Linked DNA regions of Mus musculus: region 1 is linked to region 2. A link is a contact called in public Micro-C data. All regions are on one chromosome and are shown on one strand. The core of a region is the stretch at or near the end of the contact, and the rest is flanking DNA. Distances in the headings are between cores, read along the strand shown. Region 1 holds the start of Insig2 (insulin induced gene 2). Region 2 has its middle 7.6 kb from the start of Gm41940.

What was found. A called contact is a pair of places that touch in the nucleus more often than the background predicts.
Region 1: a Micro-C map of muscle stem cells shows a contact between it and region 2, with 2.6 times the contacts expected there. The contact joins the promoter of Insig2 here to the enhancer-like site in region 2. A contact is called at or near these places in 2 of 39 promoter capture datasets (the 3T3-L1 cell line and macrophages), 2 of 15 datasets of contacts at CTCF or cohesin (the NIH/3T3 cell line and pro-B cells), 20 of 484 Hi-C or Micro-C datasets (the Ba/F3 cell line, the C2C12 cell line, the HPC-5 cell line and 15 more), 5 of 115 datasets of contacts at active chromatin or transcription factors (bone marrow-derived macrophages, embryonic hindbrain, embryonic limb bud and 1 more) and 4 of 9 other capture datasets (adipose tissue, liver, macrophages and 1 more).

What each region holds. Positions count from the first base shown.
Region 1 is chr1:121,326,305-121,330,189 of GRCm38.p6, reverse strand. It overlaps Insig2 (insulin induced gene 2), which reads left to right and starts at 2,166. Exons shown (of 6, transcript NM_133748.2): 1 at 2,166-2,499.
Region 2 is chr1:121,252,041-121,256,046 of GRCm38.p6, reverse strand. No RefSeq gene overlaps it. Among named protein-coding and RNA genes, the nearest start is that of Gm41940, 7.6 kb to the right of the region's middle. Within about 2 kb of position 1,941, at least 4 of the 459 cell types and tissues checked have an H3K27ac peak or open chromatin away from gene starts, as enhancers often do. A contact at or near this core is called in muscle stem cells, where this site is marked.

The sequences.
Region 1 (3,885 bases), core at 917-3,416, 74 kb before region 2:
TCAGAACCTTAACTGAAGTATCCGCCCACATACAATAATTACCATTAAGGCTGAAGATGTCTGCTAGCTGCTCAGGTTGAAGTTGTAGAAGAGATAAATGAACTTGTAAATGATTCATTTTATAATCTCAAAGAAGCAAAAGTTCTTACTGTTTTTTTTGCTTTGTAGAAGTAAATGAAGCTTTTAGGGAAGTAAAAGCAGCCCAGTGACTTCTGTGGATGTTTGCTTATATTTAGCTGCAGTGTTTATTCTTTCTAATTTGCCCAATGGTCTCTCTCATTGAAAGAACAAACAAGAAGTATTATTGGGGCAGGGCAACAGCAGAACTATCAAATCACTGATATTTCTAGTGGTTAAAAGGACTTTAAAAATTAGCAGGTTCACTATTTTACTTCATATCTATAAAAAGAAAAACCTAGAAAAAAAGGACCAATTGGACCTGACTTCACATATGGAGTCAGTGCTGAGACACAACTGAACTTTCAAAAAGTCTTCACCAGCAGTCCAATGGCACAGAACCAACTTTAAAGTAAGCCAAAATAAATATGATCTCACCGCCCTCTTAAGTCATACCCTGACATCAGTTTGTTCTGGATTTTCATGTTGCTGTGAAAAACAAATGCTTGGCAAAAGGACTTGAGGGAGGATGGGTTTATTTTGGCTCCCATTAAGGAAGGACACAGGCCATCACCATAGCTAAGGCATGGAGGCGAGAGTGAGGTCACACTGACTGAAGAGACAGGAAAGAAACAGGAAACTGAGAGGAGTGTTGATGCTCAGTGAGCTTTCTCTTTTTTATTCAGCTCTTGACCCCATTGGGGCTGCTCACATCCATGTGCTTCTTCCTTCCTTCTTTCCTGAAATGTTTCTAGAAACATCCCTCAGACATACACCCAGAGGTATTCCCATAGCGATTCTCAATCCTGCCAAGTTGACAAAAATATCATATCATGGATAATATGGGTTATCCCATGTGTATTTTTATTTTTCCTTATAAAACTCTTCATCTGTGCAGCATAATTAGCCTAGGCTTTCAATTACTATGCATAAAAACCTGCAGGAATTAAATTTAAGATTAGCTAGACAAAAACCATTAGAAATACATGAAAAGCCATATTATTACATGCTGAGTCTTTTGGTCCAAGTTTAGTTTCTCTTATTTTTAAGAAATAAATGTGTTGATAAAATGATCAGAAACTGTTAAAGATGCATCTGATTGTTAGTTCAAAGTAAATGAAAACAAAGGCATTTAACCAAATGACATTCTCTTGCTAAATTATAGCAATTACTTTAGGCCCATAGTTCCTACAAAACTCTCCTTAAGACCAATGCAATCAGACCACAAGCATAATATATTTTTGGCTAAGCTCCCCAAAAGATGATATAGTGAACAGCCCAGAGGTGGTAATCAAGCCACTTATTAGCCTTTAAAAACACTCTGTAGAGGAATGTAGTGGTGGGCAGGAAAAATGATCAAAACGTATTGTATATGTATGAAATTTTTCTTTAAAAAAAAAAAAAAAGAGTCCTTAAGGACTTCATACAATGCATTTTTATATTTACTCCCCACTTCCCTGACACATCTCCCGGATTCGCACTCCACTTCCCCACTCGAACTTCAAGTCCTTAAAATCTTCAAGGAATAAAGAAAACAAAACTTCTCTGTACCATTTTCCATCCAAAACAACAGCTCATCTGCACCATCTCCAACGTGCACACTATCCATTCTCTTAATTATGGTTTCCAGTTCTAAAAGGAAGGTCTTAGCTGGGCGTGGTGGCGCACACTTCTGATCCTAGCACTGAGGAAGCAGAGACAAGTAGCTCTCGAGGTCTGCCTGGTCTACCTGGGTAGCTTCAGACCGGCTAAGGCTACATACACTGTGTGACCCTGTCTCAAGAAGGAAGCGCTTTAAGTCAAATTTTGACAGTAACAGAGGTGATAAGGTTTTGTGTTGCTTGGTCTTTGACCCAAGTCTCTCGAGAGCTGATGCAAAGAGCTGCCTTTAATCCGTATTCAGAAAGGATACTGAGGCACACTCCAAGGCGGGAAGAAGTTGCAGGCGACAACCGTGGAGCCTGTCACCCGGCTGGCAACTGCGGCCCACGCAGAGGGTGGAGTCTCGGGCTGCGCGTGCGTGCGCGCACGAGTCCCTCACTCCGCCCACAGAGTCCAGATGCCCATCCAGAACCTCTGACTCCCGAGGGCACCAACAACAGCTGATTTCGCAGCCTCTCCTCCTCCCAGACAGGGTCCCCACCTCCTTCCAGCCCGGAGTGCCCGGCACACCGGAAGTCCTTTTGCCCCGTCTCCGCAGAGCGGAGGCAGTGCGCGCAGAGGCAACCGGAAGCTCCTCTGCCCCTACCGTCAGCGTGAAGCCGCCGGGCGGCGCAGGCGCAGTGCGGCTCAGGCGGAGCTGTGGGAGGGGAGTAGGTCGGGGGCCGGTCCCTGAAGATGGCGGAGGCGGGGGTGAACTGGGGGTCTCCGGGCAGAGCTCAGGTGAGCTTATTTGGCCGGGGACGGCTCGAGGACGGCGGTGGCTTTTGGGAAGAGGAGCTGTTTATGTTTTAACGTCGCAGGCTGGCAACACTCCTAGCTGGTGTTGGGGGATCCAGGACCCGCAGGTGGGGCCTGCTGGGGCGAGGGGTCCCCGGCTTACCTGGAGAGAGGTCAGCGAGATCTAGGGAAAAACCAGCGGGCTCATAGAGGGACAGGCTTTGGGGGATGCCGAGGTCCCTGGACAGTGGAAGACTGTCAGAGTGGAAGAAGGCTGGAGGACAGCGGAAAGGGCGACCCTGGAGGTCTGTTTGGGGACAGAGATGGGCCAGCTGTCTAGTGTACACCTGCCCGGACTCGGTGCCTTGTAGTCTGGGAGGAAGACTCAGGCTTGTATGGGAGATGGATGGAAATTAGGTACATAACCGTAGGAAGTTTAGAATCTACCGAAATAAGAGGACTCCTGAGTTGAAGAGTAGGGATTGTGAATCGGAAGTGAATACCTTTTAGGTATGTATCAGTGGGTGCTGCCAAGCAGTTGTTGCCAGGGCCTAGAAGTCGGTTGGTGATAGTAAGTGGGGCTTTAGCGTCGTTCTTTGGGGATGAGCCGGCTGGTAAAGGAAAACAGTGCTTTGCTGAGGATGGCGTTTAGGGACACGAAAGGAGTTAAAACTTAAGTGAAAAGTTGTTCACGGGTAGTGTGAACTATGTCGTTGGGTGAAATAGATACCCCGAAGTGTTTACTGTTTTGTAGGATTGATGAGGAAATTCTTGGAGAAAGAGCAAATTGAGTTGACTGTTGGGACACTTATGTTGGCTGGTTTCAGTGACCACAGCAATGAAAGACAGTCTCCAGTTCTGGATTAAAACAAAACAAAACAAAACAAAACAAAAAAAAAAAACCAAGGCTTCCATGCGGGGCTTCCTCTCTGCCCCCCCTTCCCCCCTAGCTTTGGGGTTTGGCCCAGACAGTGAACTACTGAATGAAAATGAATAAAGGGGTGTCCCCTGTTAATTAATGACCTGCGGGGGAAAAACAATGACTGATGTTTTCTTCCTCCATCGTTTTTTCTGGATTTGTAACCGCTGATATTACTTGTTTTCATAGTATTCAGCTCGCATCTATTATGAAATGACCAATCTATGAGTCGTTTTGTATTCGGGGAAATTTGATGCTTTAAAAACGGATAATTGTGTTTTAGATAGAGATACTGAAAAGGAAAAGATAAAGGACAGTTCAGTAAAAACACTGTTTTTATTGTGTGTAGAAAATTATCACCAAGCAGTAGATAACATTTTTTAAGGACTAAGCTTTCTGTGCTTTCTGTTTAAAGCAGTGCGCTGTGTGACTGCTGCTTGCTTAATGGTTTCTGTGTTTGGGTTTTAATG
Region 2 (4,006 bases), core at 692-3,191:
GTCTCCCCCGCCAGCTGCCCAATAATGACACAGAGACTTATATATATTTATGAATGCTTAGGCCTTAGCTGGGTACATCTCAGCTAGCTAGTCTCAAATTAACCTGACTATTCTGCTCCATGTCCTGCCATGTGGCTGGTTACCTCTCTCATACAAAATTAGTCTGGGCTCCTATTCCTTCCTCCATGTCTGGCTGGCAATCCTCCCCCACACCCTATCCACCATCCCTCCACCCCAATGTCCAACCCACAGCAGATAGTCTGCTGCAGAGTTGGGCTTAGAATAGAGCATTTGATTTGGAGGAGAGGAGGGAACAGTGAAGATCTGCAGTTACTCTTTCTGCTTCCCTAACTGAAGTGGCCTACAGGTTCCCAGGGGATGCCTGCTGGAGTCGAGGCTGGGATTATGGAATGAGTTTTGGGAAGGACAGTTGGGAGAGAAGATCTAAGTTGTCCATTGGAGATAGGGATCAGAGAGGAAAGGGAAACAGTAGATGTTCTGCTACAGATCTGGGGATGAGATCTGGGTGAGACTTGGAAGAATTGAGGGAGAGGAGAAGATAAGTTAGCCTACTTACTTCCATGGCCAGAGTGGTCTGTGGGTTCCCAGGGAACGCCTGCTGAAGTTGGAGCCTGGGATAAAACAATGAAGCTTGTAGTGGAAGACCTGTGTGATTCACTGGAGATGTGGGTCAGGGAAGGGAGGCTGTAGCAGGGAGGCTGCCACAAAGCTGGGGATAAGACTGAGGGGTTGAATTTAAAGGAGCAGAGGGAGAGGCGAGGTTCTGTAGTTAGCCTATCTATTTCTTTGGCCTAGTGGTTCCAAAGTTCCCAGGAAACTGGAATTATGTTATTGGATATAGTGTGTGTGTGTGTATACACACACACACACACACACACACACACACACACACACATATATATATATATATTCCATTTCTGAATATGGTCCTACACACATATATATATTCCATTTCTGAATATGGTCCTGTGTAGAAGGAATCCATGTCACTTGCAGATCCCTGGGCTGTAGATCTATTGTCTTTTGAAGGAAGTCACACTGCTGATATTTAACTCAGCATTATAGAAGTAAGTGTGTGTGTGTGTGTGTGTGTGTGTGTGTGTGATTCCCTCAGTTGCTAACCATCTGCAGGAATTCAGAATTTGAGTACAGTAAGTGGGCTCTGTCCACCGCACTCCTATAATTAGGTTACCTTTATTCTTCTATGAATCATTAACTTTGAAAGCTGCTGGTTCTATGGGTGATGGCCGGCGATACATCATCTTTTTAGCAGTGTGTCCCACCATAAAAAACAATGCTGCTAAGTCCCAATTTATTACCCCACGACGCCAACCGTGGCTCTCAAACAAACTCGGCCAATTTTAAGGATGATTTCTAGGCTGTTTTAAAAAGCTGCTTCTGCCAGCTTTTGAAAAACATTGCTTTCACAATGATTATTTTCCATTTCAGGACAAACCCATGAATTTGGCCCATTCAACCTCGAGATGGGGAGACGATGCATCTCTTCTCCATAAAACTCCAACGCCCGGGTTGTCATAAGTGATTTTTCCAAACTTAACTTTTCCCACACTCAGAGTTATCAGTTTCTGTCGAGCCTGGTGTGCGTTTCAGCCGAGGTTTTATTACACTGCCTTGGCAGCACATTACGTTTTTTACACATGGCTTTGATTGAGAAATGAAACTGGAATAAGAATGAGGGAACAGCAGCATCCGCTGCAGGAATCAACAGTTGCTGTTGTCAATCAGCCTGATTGATTAAATATGGTGATCCACATTTTCATCAAAGTGAAACTCTTCTGCAAAGCACTGTTATGCTTAAAGGATGTGACTGTCCGGCAGACTGTGCCACAGGGGCGGCTTGGTGATCCTGTATGGCATGGATGGATAGCTCAAGAAGCTGGGGCGTTCGGATGAGACCTGACTGGATTTTCCCCTTTGAATTTTGTAACATGTAGAAGAAGTGCTCCAACATGCTGGAGGTTAGGACCTGTGAAAGGGATGGAATTTGATTGGATCTTCATAGTCTGCTTCTTGATTGGTTCATGTCCTCTGCCTCTGTGTGTGTGTGCGTGTGTATGTAGTGGAGGTGTGTATGTACATGTATGTATGTGTAGAGGCCAGAGGAGGGCATTGGGTGTCCTGCTTTATCACTTGTGATAGTGTCATCCACTGAACTTGGAACTAGGTTGGCTAGCAACAAGCCCACAGATGCTCCCTCTCTGCCTCCCACAACACTGCGATTACAGGCCAATGTGTGACTATATCCTGCTTTTTATATGGATCTGGGGAGCCTAACTCAGGTTTTCATGCTTGCACAACAATGAGCCATCTTCCAACCCTTCCCATCCCCTCACAATGTAACCCTGCTGCGGGCCTTGAACTCACGGAGCTCTGCCTGCCTTAGCCTCCTCCTCCATGCATCAGTTAGAACCATGTATCTCCACACCTGGTCTCAAGCACCGTGTTTTTGTGTGAGTGTGTGTACATGTGTAGGTATGCATGTGTAGGATGTGTGTATGTGTTTGTGTGGGTATGTAAGCCAGCAAACAACTTTGGGTGTCATCTTCAAGAACCCCAGCTACCTCCTTTCAGGTAAGGTCTCTTGCTGGTATAGAACTCACCAAGTAGGCTAGGCTGGCTGGCCTGAGAGCCTCAGGGATCTGCCCAACTCTGTCTCCCCAGCACCAGGACTGCAAGTATGTGCCATCATACCCAGTATTTTACATGGGGTCCTGGGAAGGAACCCAGGTTCATGTTTCCATGGTGATCTCTTAACCGAGCCATCTTTCAAGTCCCCGTGCTTTGAGGGTATGACCCAAATGTAAGCGCAAACATCTGATTCGTCAAAGGTCATGTCTCTCATTTTTATTCAAGCCCATTAAAAAAAATGTTTGCTGCTGTTGTCTTAACACCAAAACTTGAATAGAGATGAGAATGAAGACCACAGAGAACACAAGTGGATCCTGTCAGAGCCCAACAGATTTGTGTCAGTCTGTAAGACTGGAGACTCTGGGGACACTTAGAGCAGGTGCAGTGGGTTTGGGTGTTAGAGTGCCCTGAACTCAAGGTGAAACAGGTAATTAGGAGAGAGAGAGAGAGAGAGAGAGAGAGAGAGAGAGAGAGAGAGAGAGAGAGAGAGAGAGAGATTGAGTAAATTTTCCACCCTGTGGGTCCCAGTCCCAGGGATCAAACTCAGGTCATGAAGTCCTGGTGACAAAGAAGCCTTAACCACTGAGCTCTCTCTCAGGCTTCACCTTAATTTTTGGAGAAAGAGTTTCTCATTTTTACCTGCAATTCTCCAATATGGCTAGTTTTATAACCAGATAGCCACACGAACCCATTTTTCTGCATATCCCCAACTCTGGGGTTACAAGCGTGCACGTCTCCCCTGAGTTTTATGTGGGCCCTAAGGCCCAAACTCAGATCATTGTATTTGTGCAGCCAGCACTTCACCAACAGAGCCATCTCCTCAGTCCCTCAGTTTTAATTTCCATGATGTTTCTGCCTTGTTGGGGTCAGGCAGTTCTCCTTGGCTGGCACATGGCTTTTTAGAGAGTAGATTCTCTGCGCTCACTTGGATGAAGTTGAGTTCCAGGGAGCTGGCTGCATCATTGCCTACAGGAAAAATGTCTCCTGTTGAAATCCATTTAAGACAAAAACACAGCAAACCTTCGCATTCGTGTAAAACAAGGGATTTCAGAGGAGGGCTTTTCAGAAAAATAAGTGGGCAATAAGAAAGGAGAAACCCTTAGAGTAATTCCTCTCACACATGGAGCGCGGCTGCTGCGGGGCTTATGTCAAGAGTAATCTTGGAGGATTGAGATATTTTCAGCGGTATGTAATTGAGGTTTTAGGTTTTCCCTTACAGAGGGATTGCTCCGGAAACAGTTTTTCTTGCTGTCCTCCAGTCTCTGTCTTTTTCTAAAGCTTGTTTGTAGATTTGGGGATTGCTTGCAGATTTTTAAGAAAAACAAGAAACCTCTAA